Regions from separate parts of the Manis pentadactyla genome. Here region 2 is linked to region 1. The links are chromatin contacts, called in public Hi-C maps. All regions are on one chromosome and are shown on one strand. Each heading gives the region's core, a stretch centred on a gene start, on an enhancer-like site or on the middle of the called end of the contact. The rest is flanking DNA. Distances are from core to core; before and after follow the strand shown.

Region 1 (7,409 bases), core at 4,870-7,369:
GGGCTCTGCCTGCAGACTTGTCCTCTAGCCTCTCATGAACGTCCCTCTAGCAGAAGCACTCAAGGAGAACTGAGTAGGCTGTTTGCTTTGGTCTGTGTGTTTACCAAAGATGGATGTGGCTGGACTACTGCATGCTACTATTACTACTAGTTATTATTATTGTCTGCCTACTGGTGTTTAGGGCAGACTGTCTTCAAAGCTACCATTTCTAAATCTTCCTGCCATCTTGTTTGGTAGGAACAAGATGTTTCAAGCTCTTTTTTTTACACCCAGTTTTAAGCTCGAAGCATACTCTGGCTCTGGTAAGGAGTGAAGGAGCACTAGAAAGTAAAGGGTCTGGCAGAGAGTAGACTCTTCAGCTGGGAAGGGAAGGTGTAACAATGCAATTGGGTAGGTGCTGCTATAGGGAGGGCATGGGCACAGTGCCGTCTGTCGGGGCTGATATAAAGGAAGAGAGAAGGTGATGGTCAGGGCTGCAGGCAATCTGTGTATTGGGGAGCAACCAGGACTGAGCTGGCATAAACCCATAGCTTCTCCAGCTCCACACGCTGGGGAGGGAGAAATTATGTCTGCAGTCCAGGAGGACAGGGAGATGGCATTTCCACATCTCAACCCCTCCAGCCTGGGCAGCCTGCCAGGGTGGAGAGTCAGGGAAGCCCCGAGGTAGGAGAGATCACTATGGGAGGAAGGAAGCTCTGGCAGCTCCCACCAGCCTGTTTGTGACAAGCAGGCTCTGGGCCATGGAAGTCCCCTGAGGTCAAGGGAAATGTGATCCTGGAACAGGGGCATGAAGCTGGGACACTCCCCTGACCCTGTGTCTTCAGGCCAAGGGAATTTAGTCAGAGCCAGGTCCAGGGCCCAGGTGGGGAGATCAGTGGGCTGGAGAAGGGGGAGGGCAGTTAGAGAGGCCGAGAGAGAATGGATCAAGGTCCTGCAGTACCTCACCAGCAGGCTCTTGGCTAGAGAGGTGATGAACTTTACTGCAGCCAGTGCAGGGTACCTGGCTCTTCAGAGCTCTCAGGGTGCATTTCTTCATGGGTGAACTCTCACCTAGTTCTCCTCTTGTCCAGTGGGAATGGACTAAGTCTTCTGCTCTCTTTCTTTTGATCATCCCTTTCTTACCTTCTCTCCCCTTTGCTGCCCAGTGGTAAAGTGGAAAGTGCACTGTATTTCGAATAAGGAATCATTGGTTCAAGTGCAGGTTCTGCTACTACCCAACTGGGTAAGCTCTAATTACACTTTGTGAAATCTCAAATTTTCTCATCCTGTAGAGGCAAGCGATCCCTGTCAAGTCTCTCCCACAAGGGTCTCATATGCTACACCACGGAAAGCCTGAAATGTAGAGGAATATGAAGTGGGACGGATGTCTCTGTCTTCTTTCCTTCTGGCCACCTTTCTGCACACAGGTCCCCTCACCACCCGTCAGAGCCGGGTAAGATTTCTAGTTTAGGAACAGAAACAGCTCTGTCCATAAATCACAAACACCTTTTTCATTTATTTCCTTCTCTTGTCATGATGCCATGATAAGGTGGGGCAGGAGGATGAAAGACCATCTCTTCTGGAGCTTAGCTCACCAACGTATCAACCTTAGCTCCTCCTCAGCCTCTCAGGAAAGCGTGAATTAGGAAGGGCCCCAAGACATGAAAGGAGGAGAAGCTTCTGGGAGTAGGGGGAGTGGTGCGGAGGCCTGGAAGGGAACCGAGGTGCAGCCCAAGGGGCAGAAGGCTGGGAACCTAGAGGACTTTGTCCAAGTGCCCAGGGACCAGCTGGAACTGCCCAGGGTCCTTCCACTGGGGAGGCTCACAGGCCACAATGTGAGAAGCCGCCAGGTGCTCTCTTTGTACCTGCAGTCTGGATACCTCCCCGAGGTGAGCTCACACGTGGTCAGGGACACAGGCCCTTGGCTCTGGTGGCAGTTTTCATGGCCACTCTTGCAAGCAATGATTGGGTTCTGACAGGCTTTGGCCACACCAGGGGAGGATTCGTGCAGGAAGGTGTTGAGTGAGGTCTTTGCAGCATCTGGGGTCCTTGTTGATGTTGCCCATGGCTGTGTTACATCCCCAGGGCCTGGGTTGCACGTGCTGGGTTTCAGACCACTGAGCTGAGGTCATGGTGCTGGGCTTGGTCAGGGGCGGAGTCCTGCTCTGGCTGTTACCATCACTCTCAGGGGTCCGCCAGAGTGGAAGGCTGGGGTCGCTGGGGACAGAAAGTAGAGGTGAGAAATAAACCTTCCTGTATCTGCTCCTTCCAGGTAATCACACTCCCTCCCCCTGCATCTCACCCCTTCCTCCTGCTCTTCATGCCCACAGCCAATGTGACCCCATCTCCCTCAGCCAGTATCCCTATCTTCCTGCCTTCAGTCCCTCTTGCCTCCCACTTTGTTCTTTCTGCTCTCCCTCCAGTCCTATCACCTTTGTGTCCCTGTGTCCTTATCCCCTTCTCGGTGTCTCACCCCCTCCGTGACCCCGTTGCCGCATCCTGTTCTGTGCCTTGCCCCATCACTCTCCTCCCTCCCACGTGTGCCCACACTTTCTCCACATTGAGCCTTCCTTTGTCCATCTTATCACACACCCGAGTGTACTCTTCCTGGTCAGATCACATCCCTTCTCTGCCTCTCTCCTCGCCCTTGTCCCTTCACAGACCTCACCTCCTCCCTGGGTCCTCACACTGGGGCTCCTGCTCAGGCACTGGGCCCTGGCCACCAGGCCTCCAAGCTCTGAGGGCTCTCCTCACCCCCTGACACCCCCTGATAACAGCTGGACTGTGCCGCTTCTCTGTGTGAGTGGGCAGGGGGGTGGTCCTGGGTCAGGAAATGCCCAGCCACCATTTACATGTCCCATGAGTGGATGCCTATGGAGCTAAGGGTACCTGCCTGTTTATGTTCAGCAGGGGGAAGCTGGCATCCTCACACTCAAAGATTCGATTTGGCCCCTGGTCACATGGTTGTGATGAGTCTAATAAAGCACTGACCCAGGTGTCGACTCAAATGAATTTCAAGAAGAGTTGTTATGTATCTTCTCCTACACACACCTCTGGTTCATGATTCTGGGAAGAACCAGTCATTGTGGTAAGGAATGCTTTTTCTCTGACCTGAGATACAGACAGAATAGCCTAGAAAGTTGCTTTGTATGGTCTCTTGTGAGCAGGACTTACTGCTCATCTTTTGGAGGAGACAGAGGAGACAGGGAAGTAGATGAATCATCAGTCATCATGCACAGCACCCCAATTCAGTTATTCTATAATGATTCACTGTAGAATAGCTGAATTGGGCCCCTCCAGTTCCAGGCACTGAGCAAGACCACCTGACTTTACCTGGAGAAAGCACCCAGTGCCTCTCAGCCATCACTCTTTGCCTCCCTACTTTATTGAAATTTCCAAAACGTAAATATTTTTCAGTTTGGAAAATGTCATTGGTGGTGATGTTGGTCAACATCCTGCATCAGGCTTTCCTTTGCCTTGTATGCCTTTTTCTGGTGGCAGTTACTGCTGTGTGGACAGCCTGAGCCAGGACTGCTCTGGGGGCGCCAGAGAGCTTGGCATATGGTGCTGAGAAGGACCAAGATGCTGAGGCAGAGAAGTATTGCTGTAGGTTGGAGACCCGGAAACTGAGATGAACAGCATTTTTGTTTTCAGTATTCACCTGTAATCAGTAGGTGATCTCAGAATATTGGATTCAGGTTCATTCACGTAGGCCAAAAATATTATTGAGCACTTACTATGTGCCAAGTGCTTGGGACACGTTAGTGAGTGAAAGAGACAAAATTCCTTACCTTTGGAGCTTACATTCCATTGGGGGGAGGAGAGTAAAAAAATTAACATATAATTGCTCGAAATGATAATTGCTAAGGAAAAATGTGGAACAAGATGGAAGTTGGTAAACGTGATTTTTAAATAGAGTCATTGAAGTAGGTGATTCTGGGATAAAGACTTGAAGATGAAAGAATGAACTTACACTTGTCTGGAGAAGAATGGTCCAAGTAGAGAGAACAATAGTGCATGGATGCCTGGGTATTAGAGGAACAGCAAGAAGTCCATTGTGGCTGGAGCAGACGAATGATGGGGTCAGGGAGGGACCAGAGGCCAGGTCATGGAATGCCTTAGGGACCATTAGAAGGACTGCAACTTGCTTGGCATGCAGTGGAGAGCCCTGGGAGCGTTCTAAGCAGAGAAGTAAAAGGTCTATTTCCAGATCATGGGGCTGTTGTGTGGACTGCAACTATAGAGAGGCTATGTCCACCATCTCAATCATAAGGCTCGTGTTCTGGTTTGGAAGTTAAGATCTTTAGTAAGGAGGATGCGGTATTTGTTTTGGGGCCGGTGGGAGTTCCTTTTAGTAGATGGAGAACACAGCTGTGGATCAGGATGCAGGCTCTTCCAAAAATGTGGTGTTAAAGGTAGGAATCACCACTAGATGGCAACAGAGGACCAGGAGCGAGTCCATGCAGGCCTCTGGCTCCTGGGCAGTTTGCCCTCAGTGGGGCCTTGGCCATGGGAACAGATGCGCTGCTTTATTAAGGTGCCTGAATCTTTGCAGTTTGAACTTCTGGACAGAGAATTATGTCTCTACTGCTGTAGATATGCAAATGTTTGGAGATAAAATCAATAGTTTAAAGCAGCCTCTGAATGGCAAGTGGATCAGCACAGGCCAGTCCAGGGTTAAGAGCTCATCTGAATTCCTTGCCTGGACTCCTTTTCACTTCTCATTATTCTGGAGTGAGATGCTTCCAAATCACGACTTGTGCTACCCTCTGCTCTTGTGTTTTCCTGTCATAATAATTATCCCGGTTTGCTCTTCAGCTCCATTATGCTGGTTTCTCTAGAAGGCTGCTTTAGCGCGGGGTGAGAGCAAAACACAGTCCCACTGTCTCAGGTCAAAGGAGAGTAAAAGTTGAGTGAAAAGTAAAGGAAGAGAGAGTAAAGGTTGAGGTGTGCACACAAAAACTGAAGAGTTGAACCTACCATCGGACATTTCAAGCAGAAACCCTTACTTTGCCTCGATCATTTGGATAAGGCAGGTGATTTTCTTTGCTTAAACCATCCAGTTTCCAAGATCTGCTTCACTTTGCATTCAATAGGATGATTTTTCCACTTTCCCTGTACTTCATGCCTGGGACAAGAGGAAGAGATGGAGGAAGGGGAAGGGAACTAGGTTAGGGAGAACAAAGGAATCAGGCATCAGGCCAAGGACTGGTCAGAGAGTCTGGCAGAAGGGAGAAGAGGACAATTTGAGAAGGGAGAGCAGAAGACAAAATGGTGGGAGAGAAGGTGGGATGGAAGAAGGCCCCTCACACAGGCCGCTTCTATCCAGGGAGAGGAAGCAGCTTACCACAGCCTCTTTCTCATTCTATCCCAGATTCACTGCTCTTGGCTGAACTGCTCCCCAGGCCACTGCTTTGTGTGTGTGTGTTTAAAGTCATTGGGTGGGTGCTGTGAAAATCCCAGCAGTGCCAGGTGGACTTCTGCCTGTCTTCCCCACAGGACGACAGCTGCTACTTCCTCTAGCCTGGGCAGGAATGGGGAGGCGGCTGGGAGGGAGGAGGGACCGCCTGGATTGGAGCCCACCTTTCAGAGTCCAGCCTCTCTCTCTTCTGGAGATCCACATAGCCTCTGGATACTAATGGAGATCCCATGAGGGTTTCCCTCCAAGCAGGAGCAAATCCAAGTTCTGTGATGCTCATTTTGTTGCTTCTAGGATAAATAAAGGTAATGGCTCATTTTTGTAGATGGGGACAGTAAAACAAACAGCACGTTGGGGTCAAACGTGGGACTTGCTTTAGGTCTCTGTATCCTCATGACCTTTCCTGAGGAACAGCTGTGGGTCTGGAGGAGGCAGTCCTGATAGAAGGCTGGAATCCTTGGCTCCCAGACCAATGCTTCTAGACAAGCCAGGATGTAGGAAGCGGGACCTGACTGGGGTTGGGAGGCCTCACCAAGCCACTCACTCTCACAGGCCACTGTCAGCTCCCCCATGTGTCTACAGAACAAAAGAAAAATCCCCCAGCCTGCTCTTCAAAGTCTGACACAATTTGACAAACCTGTCTTTCCAACTTTACCTCTGACTTTTCTCTCACTGAGTTCCTCAACCCTAGCCAGGCTGATTTTTCTCAAAACATACCTTTCATAATCCTCCTGATCTCCACTTAACTCTTAACTGTTATTTATTTATTATTATTGTCTACATGTATTTATTGTTACTTTCAGAAGACAAGAACCATCATCACCCATCTTTTGCACCTTCCTCAGGATAGAGCATTGTGCCTTGCATATAAGTGACTTTGACCTCTGGCCTCCTGGGGTGGAAAGCAGTCACTTTGCCCCTGAATCATCCCAGTCCTAGGTGAGATCACCACCAGCCCACAGCATGGGTTAGCAGATCAAGGGCCTGACAGTGCAGCTCCTGGACTTCAACCCAGAGGTTGAGGCAAAGCTGTGACAAGAAGGTTGAGATGGCTGAAGGACAACTCAGAAACTGTCAACGACACAGGTCTGCTGTTTGAGCAATTTGAGCTGGACAGGGCAAAAAAGTGACACCACTGAATTACGGTGAGCTCACTCTGGGCAAAATCTTGGGGTTCCCCTCAATCACTGGGGAGTCCTATGCACCTGCCAGTCTAGCCAGTTGTTCTTGAAATGCTCACCACTTGGGGAGGGAGCAGGGAGAGAATGTGTAGATGACTATATGCAGAGGGTAGCCTTCACAGGAAAAATGAATCAAGATTGTTTCAAAGGTGAACTATCAGAACTCCTTTTGCTGGTAAAAAAACAAAACAAAACAAAACAAAAACTAGCACCCTTACAAACAAAATCTGACAAATATATTTATTAGTCCTAGATATTTGCCAACCCTTTTCAATTTATAAAGTGTAAGGAAGTCTGCCCTTGTTAGGAAATCGAATTCATAAGAACAGAATTTCTCAAGATCAGTACTATCTACATTCTGGTCTAGATAATTCTTCATTGTGGGAGCCATTTGGGGCCATGTCCAATGTTTAGCAGCATTCCTGGCCTCTACCCCCTAGATGCCAGTAGCACCTCCCAGTTATGACAACCAGAAATGACTGCCCAGGACAAAACTGCCTCCTGGCTACGAAACACTGATTGGACTGTGGCCTTGAGCAACCTACTTTCCTCTCCACACCTTAGTCTCTTCATCACTAGGGTGATTCTTGAGGATGTAGAGTTCAGAGTAATGGAGTAACAATCCTGCAGATCTTAGGCTTGGGGAACAATGAAACCATGACAAGGATGTCAGAACAGAAAAAGCAGCCCTGTGGACCAGTACCTCTGGGGTGGGACTTCACAGGCCAGAGCAGTAGGACTGCAGTTTGGGCCCATCACACAGGGGCTTTGTGAAGATGGATTTTAAGTCAGGTGTTAGAGGGGACTCTAGATTGGCAGAGCAGGGATTG
Region 2 (7,730 bases), core at 1,108-3,607, 370 kb after region 1:
ATTTGAGCTATCATGAGTTAATGTCCCGTCCCTAGTGAATGAGACGTCCACAACGTCAATTCACCATGTTATATCAGCCATGGAAGCTGTGTTCTGCTTGAGCCACTAGGAACCCTCAGAGTTTTATAAGTTGTCTTCCTGAGATAGTGTCAACCATGAGATAACAGCCTGACCGCTGAGACTGTCCAAAATGGAGACTGGCAGGGGGAGATAGGAGTTCAGTGTGGGAACCTTAAGGAAACAAGCTGATGGGAAACTGTAAGAGGACGTAGTCTCATCTGTGAATGAGAACATACAGGCTTCAATTCCTTGCTAATTCTGGTCTCTTATTTATTCATCCTATCCAGTGGATCCCTTGGCTTCCGTCAGGAAGAAGTCAGTCTTGTAACCCTTCCACATTCCTAAATGCCTTCAGTTCACCTAGTGGGAAAATTCCTCACATGGCCAATTTTCTCTCCCATATCCGCTCTTCTTTCCTCTCCCCCCACCTCACTTCTCATTTTCTCCCTCACCTGAGACAATTTTTTTGTCTGTTTTCTCTGAAAGGGCTTCCCCATCAGGAAGAGGTAGGTTCCACCCTGGCCAGGTCCTTGCTTCCTGCCACTCCTCCACCCTCTCTGAAACGTTGGGGCCCCTGCAGATGCAGCCCTACATGCTGTTTCTGTGAGGTCATTGCCAGGAGAGGGGAGTCAGAGGTGAAAAGGGACATATTGAGCCAGGGGGGTCTAGAGGCAACACATTTAACACAGTTAAGTGAACAGGAAGCATGAGGGAAAAACAGGAAAGTAAAGCCCAGGTCAGAGTAAGCTGACCCTTTTCTTCCCTCCAGTCTCGCATTCACGGATATCCCTGACTTGTGAGTGTGTTACCATCTAAGAAGGTGACTCAAAGGAAAAAGCCGAGGGGGAAGAAATCTCAAAATCAAGTTACACAGCAAATCCTTATAGCTATTTTCTTGGATTCCCTCCTGTGTCCATGCAATGTCTAACCACACTATTTCTTAATGGAAATTAATTCAGAGGAAATAGACTGTGGGCAGCCACTTAACTCCTTTATTTATTAAACCCCATAGTGTTTCTCCTCCCCAAGTAGATCCATTCCCTTCTCCGCAGAGAAGTGCTGTGTGGGAAGCCCAGGAGGCTTACGTGACTGACCTAGAAGCTCAGGGTGGGAGGCAGGGAAGAGCCTGGGTAGAGGATCCATTAAACCCTGCAGTCAACACCCAACAGACTGGGGAATTGACAGATGACTGGAATCACAGAAGAGATGAGAGCAAATTTTTGCTAACCTCTTTCCAGGGCAGGAGATAGGATCTGAGAGACCTAGACCCTAGAGAGACTATACATCATTACCCTAGTCGGCCCTCTAACCCCAGGAACAAAATGCAAGTTGAGCCAATGCTAGGGCAAAGAAGAATTATATTTTCAGAGGAGCTGATAAAGAAATAGGCCAGCTCTCCTCCCAGAATCTTTGTTGCAGAATACCTAAGAGGCAGAAAACAGCCTGAGAAAGAGGAAGGGGAATGGAAGAGGAAGAGGAGAAGTTGCTTCATTGTCCAGATATTAACTGTACCTTCATGTCACTACAGGATATGATAATGAACTTTTCAAAAATTAAAGAGACATAATTGCAGTGAGGAGTGACTTGGCCTGATCTGGATAACTTGCAGAATGTCAAATCAAAAGGACTGGTGATTTTGTGACATTTGCCTCCCTTGAGCTCACAGGCAACAGTAGGACTGTTACAGACATTTCTGACAGTATTTAGATCCTCATGGATGAACGTGTACTCAGTTATGCGCATGCGGTTGTGCTCCTTCATCTTGGGGGCCATCAGGGTGTTGCATTCCCTGGCCATCAGGTGAAGCCTAAGATAGTCTTTTTTGCTCTGAAAGAGAGCCTCAGTTCTGAGCATCTTGTTCCCTCCAACTTCATCTTCGCTGAGGACTGTCTTCTGGCCAGCCAGGTGGCACCACTCCTTTGTTGCTAAACAGCAAGGTTTCTGTGGTTCGGGTGCCCGCTCCCTCCTTAGTGGCCTTGGCCTCGTCGTGTGAGTCACTGGACCAAAATTCATTCAGCAGCTCATCGTTACCCTCCAGGACAGCTGCGGCAAGTGAAGGCCCAATCCTAGGCCCGGCCTGAGGCTCAGCATCAGCAGCACCATCATGAAGCAGATCTGCACCAGAGTCAGCCTTGTTTCACCAGGGGGAGGGGAACAGAGGGCGGACTCTGCGATGAAACCCAGCTCCAGTAGAGACCCTAGGCCCCTAACCCCTGACAGGATAGCCTGTGGGGTCTCCTTTCTCTTCACTCACCCTATCCCCACCAAGGCAGAGGTCCTTCCCCAGTCTTTTCCCATCGCTCCTGTCCCTCCCCACCACAGTCCCTGTTGTTGTGTAATAATGTGTGGTTCTTACAAACAAAAAGATGGCCAGGGGAAGCAGCTCTGAAATTAGTTCACATATGGTGAATCAGTGGGCAAAGATGTCATCAATTGACTCTTAAATCAAAATTAGTGGCAAATAACCCAAGAGAAAGGTTGAGAAGACAGTAAGCACAGTATCATGCTTTCCAAGAAAGACATTCTTAGATCCTTGTTCCCAGCAAAGGCCTAGAATTATTGCAGGAGACCAGCTCTCTACTTTTATCCCAAATTTATTTTTGCTGATTCAAGTATCTCTTATTCTCCTTGCCACCCAACCTTCCCAAAAATGATCAGCTGGAAGAAAAAAAGTTTTACAATGCTAAGGCCAGGTGAGAGCGACTGCCGGGTCTCACACATCAGGGCCCTGCTCAGACTACATCTTGTTGTGCCAATCCCTTCTGCTACTAAAGATCTCTTAGCACTTGGGTGTCTCCTGCTGGTTAGTTTTATACTATTAAGGAAATAATGAAAGAAGAATGAAACCAAACAACTGACCTCCTGGGGTTCCCCTACTAATAAGGATCCTCATGAGAGCTGAGAGAAGTACCCTGCATCTTTGTGCTGCTAGGCCAGTCTACTCCCCCTATCAGGGAGAGACCTTCTCTGCCAGGAAAAAAAAATTTCTTAAGAACATTATTAGACAATTGATAAAATTAGAATATATTCTATGGAGAAGATAGGAGTATTATATCATTGTTTGATAAACTGAATTCAAAATTTGTACTGTGATCATTTCAGATAATATCTTTGTTCTTAGAAAACGAACCCTGAAATATAAAGGAGCAAAGGAGTATGATGTATGCGACCTGTTCTCAAATGGTTCAAAATATAGATGTATGTATGTGTGTACGTGTGTGTTTATAGACAAAGAAAGAAAATTAGTTTTTAAATGAGGGGAAAGGTTTTTCAAAATTGTGTATCTGGATAAAGGGTATCCAGGAGTTCCATATTGTTTTCATGTACTTTTCCTTAAAGTTGAGAATATTTCAAAAAAGTTTTTTTAATTTTTAGAAGAAAAAGAACTTCCCAGTTATTCACGGTGACACCCAACTCCACTGTGACCTACCTACACACCTAAGTAGCTTCAAAGATTCTTGTGTCCTTCTGTTCCCCAGGTTCTTCCCTCCCAGGGTTTCCTTCTCTCTGTGTAATACCCAGGAAGCTGGTCTGCAGAAAAATGGGTATCTCCCAGTGGATCATGTGTTTTTAAACCCAAACTTCCTCCCTAAGCCCACGCACCACCCCCGCACTCCCCAAAACAGCACTGAATAAAATCACTCAGCCAGTGCCCCACTATGTTCCCACAAACACTTTGAAGGAAGGCTATATGAGCATTGGGGCAGATCCAGACACCCAGCACAGGAAATGTCTCCACCCTGTGAAGCGGCAGTTTTGTCTTGACAGTTTTTCCACTTGAGTTACACCCACTATCCTGCAGTTTACAGCAGCTTGACCTTGCCTTAAATTTTAAACTAAGTCATTTCCTTCTGTTCTCCAACTGTCCTTCCTTTAACACTTTCCTGCCATTTCTGGAATGTCAAAATCTTTGGCCTTTATTTGGGTCATCTCTCCAACATAGTTATTTTGCTTTTCACATTTTAGAATCACGTATCATGACTTCACTGGAAGATCCAGAGTATTTGGCAATTACAAATGTTCACCTATCTTTTCCTCTGAAGGCTATTCCAGACTTCCACTCTCTATTTCCTCTTTCCCACCCCCAGACAGTAACTGTATTCCATGAGAATATTCAGATTTTACAAGCCTGATTATTTAGCTGTAGATAAAACCTTTTCCAGAGCAGCATTATCACTCCCAATCCCTACAGCCTGGGGAAGTAAAACCAGGAGGGTTATAATGTTGATTCTATTCACTTATCTTTAGCTAAAAGCAACATCATGAGATAAAATTTTTAAGAGCACTCTGGAGATTATTAAAGCACTATAAAAACCCTCTCTAGACATGATCAAGACTTTTTGGAGGATATTTTGCCTTGTCATTCAAGCAGGAGTTTTCAAATGGTGGTCTGGGAGTTGCTTCTGTGATCTGCATTCTGTCAGGCTCATCTTTTGCAGGGCTGATATTGATAATTTACAATAATAAGAATAACAACTAACCAATATTGAGCACTTACTTAATGCTAGGCATTCACTGCATTTCACCCTCACGATTTGCTCATGCCATCCCTCTCAGGTGTCCACTCTGCCCATGTGTTCTGGTGAGGTATCTCTGCAACATGCAGAAGGAATAAAGAATCCTTTCCAGAACCCAGTAGCTATCTAGAGTCATCTGGGATAATATATTCAACGACATGCATCATCTGTTTCTTTATAATTGGGGTGTTCTAGCTACTGTTAGGGATTGTTTAAAATTAACATTTGATTAAACATGCAGTAAGAACTAACTGTCATCCAAGTATTTAGACAGACAGGTTTTGTTTTTTTCCTTTTCTAGGCTACAGTTTTCTTCTCTCCTAAATTAGAATAATAGCAGCTTTTATTTCATAGGGATGTTGTGAATATTATATACAACACAGCATGTAAGACAGTAAGCGCATTCACTATTGTTGGTACTGTTATCGCTGTTACATAGCAATTGCCAACACAGGCTCATTGGCTCATCAAGGCCATTTTCATATTTAGAAATAACACATACTAAGGACTACAGCTGCTCACATGGCTCACTGCTTCACCTAGAAGAATCTCAGAGAAAGAATTAAGGAATTACAGACAGATGCTTCATTTTACAGTTAAGTGACTTGAAGAGATGAATATCTCAGATAAGTAATGGCAGCACTGATATTAGAACTCCTTTGACTTTTAATTAAGCAAAATTTATGATAGTATAGAGAGATGATAGATAATAGGTAGGTAGATAGATGTAGAGACAGAGAACTCTGATTAGAAAATTGGCAATGAATCCATCCAAGACTTAGATTCTGAGTGCTATTTCTCATTGTAAATTAATTAAATAGGGCTTCCATTTGTGGTCAAGATGGGATAACAGTGATGGATTTTGCCAGAAACTCCTAGAAAAATAGACAAATTACATGAAACAACAGATTTTCAAGACATTGGACAACAGGGAATAAAGAGTAGTGAGAAACAAATGAGACGAACTTACTCCTCAGCTTACTCCTGGGAGAGTTTCTAGGCCACGTGGCACAGAGGGGAAACCCAGGCAGAGTCTGTCAGTCTCCCTGAGTTGAGGAAGTAGAACTGGGAGTCCAAGGAGGTCAGGACAGCTACCAGAGGGGTCAGGACTGCAGAGAAAGAAAGCCAGAGATTTGCAGTGGGGTGATACCTCTCACTACCATCTATCAGAATGGCTAAAATGAAAAAAATAGTGGTAATACCAAACACTGATAAGAATGCTGATGGGAATGTAAAACGATACAGTCTGCCTGGAAAATCGTTTGTGAGATTCTTCAAGCACTAAATATGCGCTTATCATACAATCCAGCAATCACACTCCTGGGCATTTATCCCAGAGAAATGAAAGCAATGACCACACCAACAAACAAAAATGTGTGTACACACAAAAACCTGGTTGTGAATGCTAACAACAGTTCTGTTTGAATTGGCCAAAAACTAGAAACAGACCAAATATCCTTCAATAAGTGAAGGACTAAATACCCAGAGTCCATGTGCTCCATGGAACTACTCAGCAACGCAAAGGAAGGAACTACTGATACACACTACAACCTGGGTATATCTCCAAGGCACTATGCTGAGCAGAAAAGAAATTAAATGGTCATGTACTGTGTGGCTCCACTTACATAACATTTATATAACATGGATGACATAGTAGTGCTTACCAGGGGTTAAAGATGTAGGGAAAGGAAAGTGGGTGTGACTGTTAAGCGGTACCAAAAAGGTACCTGTTCGTGGTGATGAAATAGTTCTGTGTCTTGATTGCATTGATAATTTCATGAATCTACACATGAAATAAAATGACACAGAACCACATACACCCATTATGCTAATGTCAATTTCCTAGTTTTGCTATTATACTGTAGTTAGGTGAGATGTAATCACTAGGAGAAACCAGCTGAATGGTACATGGGATCTCTGAGGACTACCTTTACAACTTCCCGGGAATCAATAATTATTTCAAAATAAAAAAGGTTTTTTAAGTGCTAATGTTCATTACAGAAGTTTTATATAATAGTATAAAGAAATACACACACAAGACCCTCATCCAGGACTATTATTTACATGTTGGCAAACATCTGTGCAATCTTCTCCCAGGCCACCCAACCCTGTGTAGATGTGAAGTGTGATATATCTATTAAAATGACAAGATGAGACGTCAAATGGCAGTTGACTATAGTGAATACAGAACTCTGGAGTTCAGAGGCGTCCTGCTGGAAATGTAAATTTGGAAGGCATCAGCATATGACTATGTATCTAAAGTCATGAGACTGGATGAAAGTGAGGATCAAGGAAAGGTTGGGTTTTTTTACTTTGTTTTCTTTTAAAGAAAGGAAAAATGATAGCTTGTTATTGATAATAAAAACCAAGTAGAGAGGAGAAACTTATAATGCAGGAGAGAAAGGACAGAACTGTTGGAATAATGATTTTTGAGAGCTCAGACTCTGAAGATGGCCTGACTGGGCTGAAGTATGCTAACAGAAGTGGTTAAAGTGTTACTTTATCTACAAATTACACTGCAAGATAGTAAAGGGGGCATAGCACTTTGCTCTGAAGGGTTGGGTCTGGTGAAATGGTTGAGAACCACTAGTTTACAAGAATTTAGTGATCGGGACTTGCTACACAACGCACATGGGACCTTTCCTCCATTCTGCACTCTACTCCTGCCCCAGTGGCAGATGTTTGGATGCAGAATCCAGCCCAGCTTTGGACTGGAGGCTCTCCAGCTATGAGGAGTTTCTCAGGATGGAAGACACGTAAACAAAAGGGAAAGGATGCTGAACAATGCTTTACCAATAAGAAATCCAGCTCTGCTGTGGGTCCCAAATGACCCATCAGCTTTTTTTCCAGGGTTTTGTCACTCACATGCTCACCAGAAACACAAAAGTCCAGGCCAGGGGCAGCATTTGAAATGACCCAGTATCAAACACTGACCTTGGTTAGGATCCCAGAGTGCTCAGCTGTGTGCAGAGCATCATGTCAGTTCATCCTGACCCACCAAACACAAAGGGATGCAGCCTATTAAGGATATTTGGTGATATGCTTCCTTATGGTTTTACATGGGGGTAATTCTTCTCACAGAAATAGTTCTGAAGATTATGCTGTGCTCAGGGGTGGAGACTGAAACCTAACCCAAGCTTTGCTCAACAAACT

Evidence for each region. A called contact is a pair of places that touch in the nucleus more often than the background predicts.
Region 2: a contact with region 1 is called in a Hi-C map of blood, with 4 times the contacts expected there. The contact joins the promoter of RNASE10 here to the promoter of RNASE13 in region 1. A contact is called at or near these places in 2 of 3 Hi-C or Micro-C datasets (blood and fibroblasts).

What each region holds. Positions count from the first base shown.
Region 1 is chr11:79,622,490-79,629,898 of mManPen7.hap1, forward strand. RNASE13 (ribonuclease A family member 13 (inactive)) reads left to right here and starts at 6,120. Exons shown (of 1, transcript XM_036880575.2): 1 at 6,120-7,409. It overlaps LOC118909824 (ribonuclease 8-like), which reads right to left and starts at 2,643. Exons shown (of 3, transcript XM_036880574.2): 1 at 2,004-2,643; 2 at 1,837-2,002; 3 at 1-1,834. The coding sequence starts at 2,111. The coding sequence ends at 1,734.
Region 2 is chr11:79,995,115-80,002,844 of mManPen7.hap1, forward strand. It overlaps RNASE10 (ribonuclease A family member 10 (inactive)), which reads right to left and starts at 2,358. Exons shown (of 4, transcript XM_036880664.2): 1 at 2,315-2,358; 2 at 2,118-2,191; 3 at 1,958-2,115; 4 at 1,040-1,956. The coding sequence starts at 2,358. The coding sequence ends at 1,549.